Linked DNA regions of Pan troglodytes: region 2 is linked to region 1. A link is a contact called in public Hi-C data. All regions are on one chromosome and are shown on one strand. Each heading gives the region's core, a stretch centred on a gene start, on an enhancer-like site or on the middle of the called end of the contact. The rest is flanking DNA. Distances are from core to core; before and after follow the strand shown. Region 1 has its middle 42 kb from the start of CRY1. Region 2 holds the start of ABTB3 (ankyrin repeat and BTB domain containing 3).

Region 1 (3,651 bases), core at 447-2,946:
TCTTTTAAGACCCAGTAAAAATGCCATCTTTCTTAGGCGTGGGCAAGAAGCCCATCTCCACATGCTCATTCCCTACTTTGAGTCCTATAACGTAATAGATTATGTCTTTCATTTGCTATTTAATAGTCCTCCCTTCGATTGGTTACTTATCTTTGACTCAGCTGTGTGTTGACATGACACTGTTGTGAGCCACAGAAAGCTGAAGCGTCTCACCCACCTATGCAGATAGTGCTTTGCAGATTACTGTGTTGGGCACCTACAGTGAGAGAGGCAGCTTCCTCCTTTGCAAAATGAAAGTAGGAAAATCTGTCTCTGGAGGGTTGTAAGGATTACATGAGACACTGGAACGAAAGTCCTTAGTTCAGGGTTGGCTTCCATTGTAACCACTTAATAAAAGGTAATGGTGACTTGGTTGTCACTGAAAAGACCATTGGACTTATAGCTGAGCTGTTGGTTCTGCTACTTATTAGCTTTGTGACCTTGGACAAGTAATTTAACAGGATTCTTGGGTCTCTCTTTTCTCATCTGTCAAATGGGATAATAGTAACTAACTTCAAAGAACAATTTTGAGGCTCAAATTTCTAACGGTGTGTATGCAATCAATTATCTGAAGGGTCTCAATCCCTTTGGGTATAATGCCATGAAGTAGTTTTATTTTCCCCAATCATTGCTTCCAACTGTGCTATGTTGTATTGCTCTTTTCCTGGGGATAGTGCTCCCTTGGTGATAGCTTGGACAGATTTAATAACTTCCTAGTCACCTTGTGATGTGGGCAATCTTGTCTCAGAGTTTAAGACACAGCGCAGTTTATTTTCATGACCCCAATATCAAGCTTGATTAAAAGTTCTGTTCCTGGCCCCAGGTAGATCATTCTCTTTTGCAGCCCTGGGAGCCTGGAGTGGAAGACCAAAGACCAGAGATGGCTCTGAGGTCATTGCCCTGCCCCCATTCCCCCCTCCTCCCCCCCAGTTCTTGTGTAATTGAGGGCAAGGAGGAAGGTTACAGGAAGCAGAGGTATTCTTCTGTGATTGCCCGCAAGGCCACCAGGGGTAGGGAAAAGTTGTGCCTCTGTCTTCCTTCCAGTTCTATTTGGGTCTATCTGATGCTAGCGCCCTCTGTTGGAGTGGTGGTCTCCTCACAGGTGGTGTGCATGTTTTTCTTTGGAGTGGTATTGGGTCTCCTCTCCCACTGGGGACCACTTTCCCTGGTTGACATTCCATCATCTGGTCCAGGGGTCATCAGGGCTGCTCAAAGATTCTTGCTCTTCTTGCCTTGGTATTGCTTTACCCAGTGGAGACACAGAAATTTCCAAATTCCTCTTCTGCACCCTCTAAAGGCCACAGAGAACAGGTATGGGGTGGGCCTTCACTGTCTTCTTTCCAGCCACACCACACTGCACCATGGATATTTCCAGCCCTGTGGGTATGGGCTATCCCACCAAGATATCCAACTTCAGTAAGAAGTTAAGTAAGCACCAGTCTGTTTCTAAAGTCCCCCAAATACAAGACTGCACATTTCAGGCACCTACTCTTTTTTCCCATAGTGAGGAGAGAAATGAGAAGGTTTATGGGCTATTCCTGGGTTTTTAGAACATTCTCCAAGAGCTCTCTCTCACCAGAGAATGCTTGGGGGCAGCTTGATGACTGGCCCAGCAGGTACCAGAGATCAGCAAACAACCCACCAGGAAATGGGAAGCTCTTTGTCTTGCAAGCTCCCCTAATGTCTTAATCTGCTCAGGCTACCATAACAAAAAGTAGCATACACAGGGTGGCTTAAACAACAGAAATTTACTTCTCACAGTTCTGGGGGCTGGCAGTCTGAGATCAGGGTGCCAGCATGGTCGGGTTCTAGTGAGGGCCTTGTTCTGGCCTGCAGATGGTTGTGTTCTTACTGTGTCCTCACATGGCAAAGAGCAAGCTCTCTGGTGCCTTTTCCTCTTCTTATAAGGGTACTAATCCCATCATGAGGGCCCCACCCTCATGATCTCATCTGAACTGAGTTATCTCCCAAAGGGTCTATCTCCAAATACCAGTGTGTTGGGGTTAGGGCTTCAACATGTGAATTTTGGGAGAACATAATTCAGTCAATAACACCTAACATCACAAGAGGTATTCCTGGCTTAGAGGAGAGAATGTTCTCTCCCCACAAACACTGCACTTTCTTTAAGGCCAGTGATGTTTTTCTCTCCCTGCCTCTCCCTACCTCGGCACTTTGCTCTAGTTCCTTCATATTATTTAGAAAAAATGCTGGGGCCAGGTGCGGTGGCTCATGCCAGTAATCTCAGCACTTTGGAAGGCCAAGGCAGGTGGATCACTTGAGCTCAGGAGTTAGAGACCAGCCTGGGCAACATGCCAAAACTCTGTCTCTATAAAAAATACAAAAATTAGCCAGGCATAGTGGCACAGACCTATATTTCTAGCTACCTGGGAGGCTGAAGTGGGAGGATCGCCTCAGCTTCATAAGAGTCAATGGACTCTTTTGGCCATTGAGTCCTATGTGAGGGGTGACTGGTAGTAGATGGAAGTATTTGTACCAGTTCTGGTGCCTTTTCAGCAAACTCTGCAGGAAGGCAGATGATTTCAATGGCTAATGGCTTCTAGAAAGCTCCTTGAGCTTGGAATATGGGGCTATCTAGTGTCATTTGTCTTCAGCTTTGAACCTCAGCCTATAGAATGGCCCTAAAAATTCTACTCTATATATAGCTCCATATTTGAAAGTGCTTTGAAACAACACAACATTATACAAAGAAAGGCATTAGTCTTAGTATTACTTGTTTCATTATTACTACTAGTTGTATGCTGTTTTATTTATTTTGTACATCTTTTTCAAGTTCCTGCTGTGGCCAGACACTGTTTTAGGCACTGGGAAATACAGCAGTGAACAAGAGAGATCAAGTCTCTGCAGTCCTGAAATATGGACTATAAAAATGTAAGCAACTATGTAAACGATGTAAACCAAGTGATTCCATTTTTTTTTCTTTTTCTGAGACAGTGTCTCTTTCTGTCACCCAGGCTGGATCTCCACTCACTCTTTCCTTTATAAATTACCCAGTCTCAAGTAGTTCTTTACAGCAGTGTGAAATGGATTAATACAACCAAATATCTGGGCACCCCACGGCACAGTCAAGTTGACATAGAAAATTAACCATCACAATCTACCCCTTGTCATCATCTTCTTAAACCATACTTAATCTCCAAATGAAGACAATATCAAGGTTATAATTCTACCAGTTCTGCCAACTAATCTTCATACAGCCAAAAAGGCACGAACTCCTTCTCTAGAAGAGAAGTCCTTGAGTGATATTTACTCTTCTCCTTGATATCCCATAACTTAATACTATGATGTAAAATTAATAATACTTAAATACTATGACACAAAGTTAATATATCTATGTTGGATGATAAGGGAATAGAAGAGGGAAGAAAACAAAGATATTTGACATACACATAAACATATTTATAACAAAATAAAGAGAAAATACTCTTGGCAATTATAGTCTTTGTTTCTGTAACTGGCCAGGTGGTCATACCTGGTCTTTATAACTACCTTCTTCCATTACTTATTCTGTATCCCCTTTGCCTTCAACAAGCACGTCAGCTGGTTGTGGTTCTTTACCTGGTGGGTAACCCAAAACTTCATTCCTGGAGAGTC
Region 2 (3,716 bases), core at 253-2,752, 180 kb after region 1:
TGATCTGCCCGCCTCAACCTCCCAAAGTGCTGGCATTACAGGTGTGAGCCACTGCACTCGACTGAGATTTTATTTTCTTTGGGTGTATACTCAGAAGTGGGATTGCTGGATCACATGGTAGTTCTATTTTTATTTTTGGGAACCTCCGTGCTGTTTTCCATAATGGCTGTACTCATTTACACCCCACCATCAGTGTACAAAGGTTCTCTTTTTTCCACATCCTTGCCAACACTTGTTATCTTTTGACTTTTTGATAATAGCCATCCTTACAGGTGTGCAGTGATATTTCATTGTGGTTTTGATTTGCATCTCCCGAATGATTAGCGATGTTGAGCATATTTGCATATACCTGTTGGCCATTGTTGAACATTCAAAGCAACAATTTAAAAGCATATCCTTACGTCCTTCATCAATTTACAACAAATATTTACTGAGCACTTATACTGTGCCAGGACTATGCATGGGAACCCCTAGCCCAGTGTAGAATCCAGACAAGTAACCAGGCTTTTGCAACCTAGTGTTGCAAGGGCCCAGAAATCAGCAACCACAGAAGGGGATGGAGGCAGTGGAAGCACCGAAGCCAGTCTTGAAACATCTGGGCCAGCTTCCTATAGGAGGGGATTCTAAGCTGAGAGACACAGTGTGCGGAGCTAGGAATCCCCATGTGTGTAAGATATGGTTTCTGCCTGGGTGGGTGGGGACAGACAAGTAGATGACACGATGCTATTTGACACAGGAATGCAGCTAAGCCATGCATATATATATTATATCTTTCTTTAGTCAGGAAAGAAGATTCTCCTTTGGGCAAATTTACTCCTTTTAAGAAGGCCGAGCTATTTGGAAAGATGCCCACCAGGATGGCAAAGTGGTGCTTGAGCCCTCCCTGCAGCACACGCCCAGGACTTTGAAGCAGGGACAGGGTCCTCCTGGCTGCTGAAAGGAATCGAGTTAACGAGCCCTAGTGGCAGGTGGCGAATGGCCGGAGATCCGGCCTCCCAGTGGTGTCCACCGCCCCGGGCCTCCGCTCGACAGGCTTATTTCCCTCCATGCTGGAGCAAACCCCGGCTGAAAGAGGGCCGCACTAATTGGTTTGCGTACCCGAAGTGGGAATAGAGAGGGAGGAAAACCATGTTTCAGGTGTTACAGGGGGGAAAAAAGTGAAATGCGAAACGCAGGGGAGAGAGCGACCGTCAGGCAGACACCTTGTGAACCGCGGTGGAGAGCACACCTAGGTGGGGAGGTCACCGGCCCAACCCACCACCCTCCGGGAGAATGAGGGCAGGGACAGCAGCAGGGGGCAGCATCCACGTCTCTACGCTTGCAAGAGTCCCCCAAGTCCCTGGCCACTGCTCCCCACTTCCTGCAGCCTCGGTGTCCGCCGGGGGCGTGTGTGAGGGGCGGGGCCGCATGGGGAGGAGGGATTTAAAAAAAAAAAAAGCGAGGTAATTAGCATTCTCCGATTCCACTGGCTCTCCGCCGCCCCTGCTTTGCATACGCCCGTCCCACTGGCTGCCCGGGGTTTGCTGGGGTTCGGCAAGGTTTGCAGCCGCCACGGCCGCTGCTGCGCTCCGGTGCAGGGCAGGCTGGCGCCGAGCGAACCAGGGCCGGGAACTGGGAGCCGGGAGCCGGGAGCCAGCTGCCCGCGGAGCTGCGGCGGCGGCGGCATCTGGGGTGGTCTCAGTCCCACGAACACCGTGGCCGGCGCCCGGTGGCTACTGCGCCCAGCGGGGCTCAGGGAGGAGCGGTCTAGACACTTTTTATTTTGGAAGAAAGGGGCAAGCCCCGGCGGGAGCTTCCTTCCCGGCCTGGCTCGCTCTCCATTGCGCCCAGCTCCGGCCCGGACTCTGGAAGATGACTCCAGGGTCTGCTCTGTATATTCCAGCGGCGGCAGTTCCGGGAGGCAGCCGAAAGTACTAACAGTTGGTAGCAGCGGCTGGTGGAAAAGTGAGCCGAGGCGGCGCGGACTCGGCTCTCCCCGCGCCCCGCGGCACTCGCTGCTCCTCGCCGCTCCTTCCCTTTGGCTCCCAGGCGGCTGCAGCATGAAGTGGCGCAGCGATGGCCAGGAGAGGTAAGAAGCCCGTGGTGAGAACGCTGGAGGATCTGACGCTGGACTCGGGTTATGGTGGCGCGGCGGACTCGGTGCGCTCCTCCAACTTGTCTTTGTGCTGTTCCGACTCGCACCCGGCGTCCCCGTATGGCGGGAGCTGCTGGCCGCCTCTAGCTGACTCCATGCACAGCCGGCACAACAGCTTTGACACCGTCAACACTGCCCTGGTGGAAGACTCCGAGGGGCTGGACTGCGCCGGCCAGCACTGCTCGCGGCTGCTGCCGGACCTAGACGAGGTCCCCTGGACTCTCCAGGAGCTGGAGGCGCTGCTGCTGCGTTCGCGGGATCCCCGGGCAGGCCCGGCGGTCCCCGGCGGCCTGCCCAAGGACGCGCTGGCCAAGCTGTCGACGCTGGTGAGCCGGGCGCTGGTGCGCATAGCCAAAGAGGCGCAGCGCCTGAGCCTGCGCTTCGCCAAGTGCACCAAGTACGAGATCCAGAGCGCCATGGAGATCGTGCTGTCCTGGGGCCTGGCCGCGCACTGTACGGCGGCTGCGCTGGCCGCACTGTCCCTCTACAACATGAGCAGCGCCGGCGGCGACCGCCTGGGCCGCGGCAAGTCGGCACGCTGCGGCCTCACCTTCTCCGTGGGCCGCGTGTATCGCTGGATGGTGGACAGCCGCGTGGCGCTGCGCATCCACGAGCACGCCGCCATCTACCTGACAGCCTGCATGGAGAGCCTCTTCCGGGACATCTACTCGCGGGTCGTGGCCTCCGGGGTGCCCCGGAGCTGCAGTGGCCCTGGGTCAGGCTCGGGCTCCGGCCCAGGCCCGAGCTCGGGCCCTGGTGCGGCCCCCGCGGCGGATAAAGAGCGGGAGGCGCCCGGGGGAGGAGCGGCAAGCGGCGGCGCCTGCAGCGCAGCCAGCAGCGCCAGCGGGGGCAGCAGCTGTTGCGCCCCGCCGGCCGCCGCAGTCCCGCCGGCAGCCGCCGCCAACCACCACCATCACCACCACCATGCGCTCCACGAGGCGCCCAAGTTCACCGTGGAGACCCTGGAGCACACGGTCAACAACGACTCGGAGATCTGGGGTCTCCTGCAGCCCTACCAGCACCTGATCTGCGGGAAGAACGCCAGCGGTAAGTGTCTGCGCAGGTGCCACTCCCTCTCACCCAACCTGACCAACTCTTGGCGCAAGTTTGCCTCGCGTCCCCCTCCCGCGTCTTCCCAGCCACGCGCTGCTGTCCCAAGCCGCTGAGGAGGCGGCCGGGCTGGAGGTAGCCAGAACAAGAGGTTGCCTGTTTCCTCCTGCACTCGGGTGCGCGTATTTTACGCTGCTGGTGCTGTCCCAGGTCCGGGAGCGCGAGGTTCCGCCCCCGGTGCGGGGCGGGGCGACAGCTGCCTCCAGCAGGCAGTGAGCAAAACCCAGCACCATTTTTTGGAGCAGGGTTGAGATCATTTGCGCTTAGTACATATACTCCACCCCTGCACTGTTTGTTTTGACCTTGAAGATGCCACTTCCTTGGGCGCATGAATTGGGCTCCCTAGGACTTGGGAGGAGGCGCGTTCCGCTCTCCGCAATCCAGTGCTCCCACTTCCCCCACTCCCTCGGGGGGCATTCAGTGCACGGGGGAAGGAGGGGCCTGGCGGCCGTACCGGCTGAATGGTTGAAAG

The links. Hi-C and Micro-C count contacts between places; a contact is called where the count stands out from the background.
Region 2: a Hi-C map of induced pluripotent stem cells shows a contact between it and region 1, with 2.0 times the contacts expected there. The contact joins the promoter of ABTB3 here to the enhancer-like site in region 1. A contact is called at or near these places in 3 of 7 Hi-C or Micro-C datasets (induced pluripotent stem cells and stem cell-derived neural progenitor cells), 1 of 1 datasets of contacts at active chromatin or transcription factors (stem cell-derived excitatory neurons) and 1 of 1 other capture datasets (stem cell-derived neural stem cells).

The regions. Positions count from the first base shown.
Region 1 is chr10:113,943,080-113,946,730 of NHGRI_mPanTro3-v2.0_pri, forward strand. No RefSeq gene overlaps it. Among named protein-coding and RNA genes, the nearest start is that of CRY1, 42 kb to the left of the region's middle. Within about 2 kb of position 1,697, at least 1 of the 24 cell types and tissues checked has an H3K27ac peak or open chromatin away from gene starts, as enhancers often do. A contact at or near this core is called in induced pluripotent stem cells, where this site is marked.
Region 2 is chr10:114,125,676-114,129,391 of NHGRI_mPanTro3-v2.0_pri, forward strand. ABTB3 (ankyrin repeat and BTB domain containing 3) reads left to right here and starts at 1,503. Exons shown (of 15, transcript XM_016924110.4): 1 at 1,503-3,181. The coding sequence starts at 2,056.